2 separate regions of the Rattus norvegicus genome follow, and region 2 is linked to region 1. A link is a contact called in public Hi-C data. All regions are on one chromosome and are shown on one strand. The core of a region is the stretch at or near the end of the contact, and the rest is flanking DNA. Distances in the headings are between cores, read along the strand shown. Region 1 has its middle 100 kb from the start of Mmadhc. Region 2 has its middle 210 kb from the start of Mmadhc.

Region 1 (2,793 bases), core at 279-2,778:
ACACTCCACAGAGACAGAGAGTGACTATAATTCTATTTATTTGAAGAATTTCATGGAAAAAATTCAAAGCAAACGGTAGAAAAAATTCTTCCAGATGTTGACAGCAATGCATAAAGGTTGCTGGATAGTGAGCATATTTTGTTTCCTTGAATAAAGTTTTCTCAATTTTCCAAATTTTGTATAATACAAATATATTTATTTCACAATTTGATTTTTCAGCTAAATACGATGTCACATTCCTTTAACTCTGGCACTCAGAAGGTTGAGGCAGGAGGATTAAGAACTCAGCGCCAGGCTTAGCTAGATAGAATTTGAGTCCACCTCAAGAAGAAGAGTCAAACAACTTTTTGATCAAATCTAAAATACTTTTAATATTGCCTCACCGGAGGTCTCTTCCATCTAAATTAACATTCCTTTAGATGCCCTCTAGTGCAAACCAAACCCAACCAAATAGCCATCTATTAAATATCCTCTTTTAATAGCACAGCACTTTATTACAACAGAATTTATATTTACAAACTATGCCCCTTTTTGTGTCTTTGGTCCCTAGAACTATTATTCACTCACAATTTATGAGTGTTTGTCACTATCTCCATGTGTAATAAAATGCCACATCCTATAAATCTCACCTCACTGATCCAGTGGCAAAGGTGTTCTGGAGGATCTCTGGGTATGTCCTCAGACAGACCCCACAGTGACACCACCAGAAGGCTCCTCCTTCGAAGTGCCTGAAATCATATCTAATCCGAACACAGAACTAATCTGCAAAGACCTTGCAATTTATCTTTCACCACGATGGCAATTTCTAATCTAACCAGCAGCAACTCAAATTGAACTCTGATCCAGATGATCAATAGCTATGGGCAACCTATTAGACATGTGAATATTAAATCATTCTGGGGTAAGAACTATCCAAATGAAAAGCATATCATTACCATCTATTAACATCTATTTAAGCAAATATGATGGAAATGTAAGATTGGTCTTATATAAACTATCAGAATCCCAATGATGGTGATGCTAAGGTTAGATCATGCACTTTACATAGAAATTAGTGCAAATTATGACTAATGTCTGCATGCACTTATTGCTAACAACATTGGAATTAGGCTAAAAATGTATACACTTAATAAGGAAGCACATCTTGTTTCCATTTTTATTCCTTTTCTACTTTTGTTTATTATTTCAATTTTTCTCCCTTTGCAGAAGAAAGAATCCATGGTCCGTATGTGAAAAGATAAACTTCTCCATGAGAAAATGATTCCAGACAGGTAGCCTACATAGATAGATAGTTCATACCCATAGAGCATGCAGAGTCAAATCAAAGAAGTTTTGAGTCCCCAGATAGCAATAAGAAAAAGATAATAAAGTTCTCCAAAATCCCTCTGGTAACTCCCTCAGACATTTAACCATGAAGTTGGAATTTTTCCTATGAAACCCCAAATCCCTTGTGTTCTATGGTAAACCTAGACACGCCACTTTTTAATGGCACACTGCCCAGACTTCCTTGCAGTCTGCCAAGGGCCAAGTGACAGCACTTACATGAGGCAGATCCACTGCCATCTATAGCTGTTTGCTCCAGGCACCTCAGCAGCAGTGACTGGGCAAGCCCGCAAAACGGAAGACTTTCTCAACTGTACAGGCACCCCAAAGTGCCAAAAGTAAGTAAGCGTTTTCCATAGTAAGCCCTGAAACTGTGACTACAGACATAGATACTTTTGGCCTTTGAGGCATGAATATAAAAAGACCGTCTCCAAAACTCACTCTCATGTCTACTCACACTTCAGTTCTAAAGCACAACCTTTCTTTCCAGCAGCCAGCACAGCCCTTTGCTCAGCCCTCTGCCCCCGCAATGCCTAGACATGTTTCCTTTCCAGCGCATGGATTTACTCTTTAATTTTTTCATTTGTGTCTGTTTCCTCAATGTGTCTTTTTATACATTTCAGCTGTCAAACCTTCATACTTTCTCTTGGGCCAAAAGAAGGAAGGTTGGGTAAGATAAGCGGTGGTTCTGCTCTCCCATCATGCCCTGGCGATGCTGCCATCTTGTGAGAGGTGATGTCTCTTCCGCAACAGATCAGGACTTGAAGACAACCTCAGGTCTATTGCTGTAAGTGTTCCAGGTCTTTGGGGAACAGGAGAGTACAAGACTGTTTCTGGTTGCCTGGGGGCTCTGCTTATCCAGTGTGACTGCTTGACTCGTGGCCCTTTGCTGGCTGTCTCACTGGTGAAGACGTTTCCAACAGAACCTACTACAAATAAAAGGAAATCTAAATTACTTGCATGTCTTGGCCATTGTGGTGCTTGAATTCTCTCGGACTGTTGGATAGTATTTTCCAGTTCTCTTTGCATTAGAGCTCCTTTACTGACCTTTACCTGAGTGATAATTTAACAGAATTTCCCCTACTTGCTTTGTACGAAGCGTTCAATTTTCTTTTTATCTTTTTCTACAGAAGCCATTTCAACACATCTGCCATGGAGAACTAGGGTCTTTCAGGCAAGATAAAGATTAGTTTGACCTTTTCTCCATCAATTAATCAATACGGTTACACCACAGTTACCTTTTAACCTGGGTGTTTCCACAGTGCAGCCGTAAAGCATGATTTGTGAGACTGCTCTGTTTTGTGTATGGTTACCAATAACCTGATCTCTGGGTCTCTGTGATTAGACAAGATGTCAGAGCACAAGGGAGCCAAGAAATCAAAGGCGGATTTTATTGTCTTCATCAGCAATGGCCTGGTAAATCTGAGATTGGAGCAGCAATATGGGAAAGTGTGATGACTGGAATTAATT
Region 2 (2,995 bases), core at 455-2,954, 100 kb before region 1:
GAAATGGCACAGATGATAAAACTGGACAAGGGTATCAAAGCATTTGTCACAACTGCATTCTGTGTGTTGAAGCAGTCACTAGACTTGGCTACCATCATGACTGAAAGATTGGTTCTTGCTTTTCACCTTCTACCTCCCTATTTAGATATTATGAAAAGGGATCCAGCTGTAACAATGAGAAAAATCAATCTTTTCCAATATCAGGCTGAGCGCTCTCGCTCTCGCTCTCGCTCTCGCTCTCGCTCTCGCTCTCGCTCTCGCTCTCGCTCTCGCTCTCGCTCTCGCTCTCGCTCTCGCTCTCGCTCTCGCTCTCGCTCTCGCTCTCGCTCTCGCTCTCGCTCTCGCTCTCGCTCTCGCTCTCGCTCTCGCTCTCGCTCTCTCTGTCCTGTTGCTTATGTAAAACAGGAAGCAACTCTTTTTTTTTATTAACTTGAGTATTTCTTATATACATTTCGAGTGTTATTCCCTTTCCCGGTTTCCGGGCAAACATCCCCCTAATCCCTCCCCCTCCCCTTCTTTATGGATGTTCCCCTCCCCATCCTCCCCCCATTGCCGCCCTCCCCCCAACAATCTAGTTCACTGGGGGTTCAGTCTTAGTAGGACCCAGGGCTTCCCCTTCCACTGGTGCTCAGGAAGCAACTCTTAAGTAGTGAAATAAAGCCTGGAGAGTAAAATAGAAAACAAAGCCAACATTCTTGCATAATGAGAACAGGACTATGGGCTGGCTGAATACACTTTGCCCCTGGGACCAACTTCTTGAACACATCAGTCCAGCACCTTCGTCCTAAGAACCTTCATCCCACTGCATCCTGTGAGAACCTTGAGTTCTCAGTACCTCGCATGCTCTGGAAGCTTTACTCCAGCTTGAACTCTTTAGGAAGACACTCTCCTCCCTCAGATCAAAGTCCCCACAGTTAAGATTACATCGGAATTTACAGCAGAACATTCTTTCTCTCATGTGGTTGAGGAAAAGAAAGAGTGTCACCCTTCCTTTTTAAAAGATGATTCAATCCTTTAAGACTTCATGCTTTTTAGTGGTCATTTTATAGGAAATTTTGAAGAGCTTCGATGAATTCCATTAAAATGAAACATACATGGAAAGGAATTCCCTCCTCCTAAAGTGGTTCCATGATATTCATTTGACTCTCACATCAATTAGGCTCTTAGTCACCCTTTTAAGACACAGTTTGGTGGGGTATCTTCTGTGGCCTTCACGTGTTGTTCTAACAGTGGGCTGATGGGCTCACGCATTACTACCAGTCTTTCTTTCACTCTCAGAATCTTTCTCACCAAGTGGAGCTGAAGGTCTGGATGCTACTAATCTACTTGTCTTTGGTTCTTGGCGCTTGCATTATTGAAAGTCTGATTTGAATAGCTTCCAACAGCACACTGTTATTTGGGTTTAACTAACTAACTATAAAGGCATTTCAGAATTGTCACTATGGTGGAGCTTAAGTGAAAGAATTTAATTGATTTTGAAAGCACATAATACACACACACACACACACACACACACACACACACACACACACCAGTGAAGGGAAAGCCCCAGTTTCAGAAAAAAAGTTGAAATTTCACCATAATCTAGAGAAGGCCTCATCTCTCATGTGGACAATAGACTGAGATCCCAAGTTCAGAGGTCAAGGTAAAAGCTTCGGAGGTTTGAAATGTGTGGCTCCACTCGGCAGCAGCTGCTTCTTGGCTCCTCTCCCAGTAGCTTCAGCACTAAGACTAATGGCTAAGAAAACACCAGGAGGTCAGTAAGTAAGAGCTTGTAAAGGGACTATATCTGAATACAGACCAAAGGAGGGAAGGAATCTTCCCGTGGAAGACATTAGATCAGATCTTCAAAGAAATTCTGTATATGCTTTGCATTTCTATCCACGCTTGCTCATTTCTAGTCAGCTCACAGGCAGAGAAAAGGGAAGTGTAGAAAGTGCTAAAAACAGCCACCTGAAATATTTCAACACCTCAGTGTCCTGGGTAACCAGTAACACAGTGGCCAAACAGATGACGTGGGGTCATATTCCAGAGACTGAGCGCATAATGCATCTTAGAAACAGAAACAAGGCTTTTATAGCCACGGCGGGAAGTGGTAATGATGGCATGCTCATCTCCTCGAACATGTGCCCAACCCAGGATTTGCATATAAATGCTTACAGTGGCCTTGGTCAGGGTAGCCTCAACCAACGTTCCTGGTCTTCAACAGGTGGATGCCTAAACAAATTGTAGTAAATATAGATTACAGGACAAAAGAGAAAAGAGAGTAAGACAAGAAGCCAAGCTTCCTGCGTATACGATGGCCTGGAAAATGGTAAAATTGGCATAGTTCATAAAACCATTCAGACACCAAGAGTGCAAGTGACATGCTATTTACATGAGAGTCTATGAAGGAAAATATAGCGAATCCGTAGGGTGAGCAGCTGGGGAGAGCATGCAGCTGTCCACTGCAAAGGTCTAAGCGCATTTTGGGATGGCGACGACGTCCTTCACACTGATTGGTGCTGGTTATAAAAACTACAGACTTCACCTTTCAGATGGGTCCTCCATTTTGTTGTAGGACATTCCACTTCAATAAAATAGAGTTTTAAAAAATGGGATGTATTTGCTTAACTAGGAGAGAAGGCTAATATTTAAATAATTCTTTGATAGACCATTCAAAAATCAATAGAAACGGATTTAAAATATGGAAAATATTTGGTGATATAGCATCACTCATGTTCTTTTTAATGTAAAACATGTTTATTTCCTCCAAAAGTTGAGGAAGCAACTTCTTCCAAGGCCTAAGGTGGATTACGGTTAGGCTTTTGTGAAAGACAGTGAAAGAGCTGGAATGTTCGGAGTTGCTGACCGGACAGAGTCCAGTCTTGACTCAAACATTATTAAGCAATAATTCCATGTTGCCCGCTGAGTCAGTTTCTCCATCTTCTGCTCGGGAGGGTTTTTCATCTAGCAGTGGGAAATACTGTGTAGTCCTGAAGTCAGCCTTGCATCT

Evidence for each region. A called contact is a pair of places that touch in the nucleus more often than the background predicts.
Region 2: a Hi-C map of liver shows a contact between it and region 1, with 4 times the contacts expected there. The contact joins two enhancer-like sites. A contact is called at or near these places in 3 of 12 Hi-C or Micro-C datasets (kidney and liver).

Annotation. Positions count from the first base shown.
Region 1 is chr3:55,236,601-55,239,393 of GRCr8, reverse strand. No RefSeq gene overlaps it. Among named protein-coding and RNA genes, the nearest start is that of Mmadhc, 100 kb to the right of the region's middle. Within about 2 kb of position 1,528, at least 5 of the 93 cell types and tissues checked have an H3K27ac peak or open chromatin away from gene starts, as enhancers often do. A contact at or near this core is called in liver, where this site is marked.
Region 2 is chr3:55,340,095-55,343,089 of GRCr8, reverse strand. No RefSeq gene overlaps it. Among named protein-coding and RNA genes, the nearest start is that of Mmadhc, 210 kb to the right of the region's middle. Within about 2 kb of position 1,704, at least 10 of the 93 cell types and tissues checked have an H3K27ac peak or open chromatin away from gene starts, as enhancers often do. A contact at or near this core is called in liver, where this site is marked.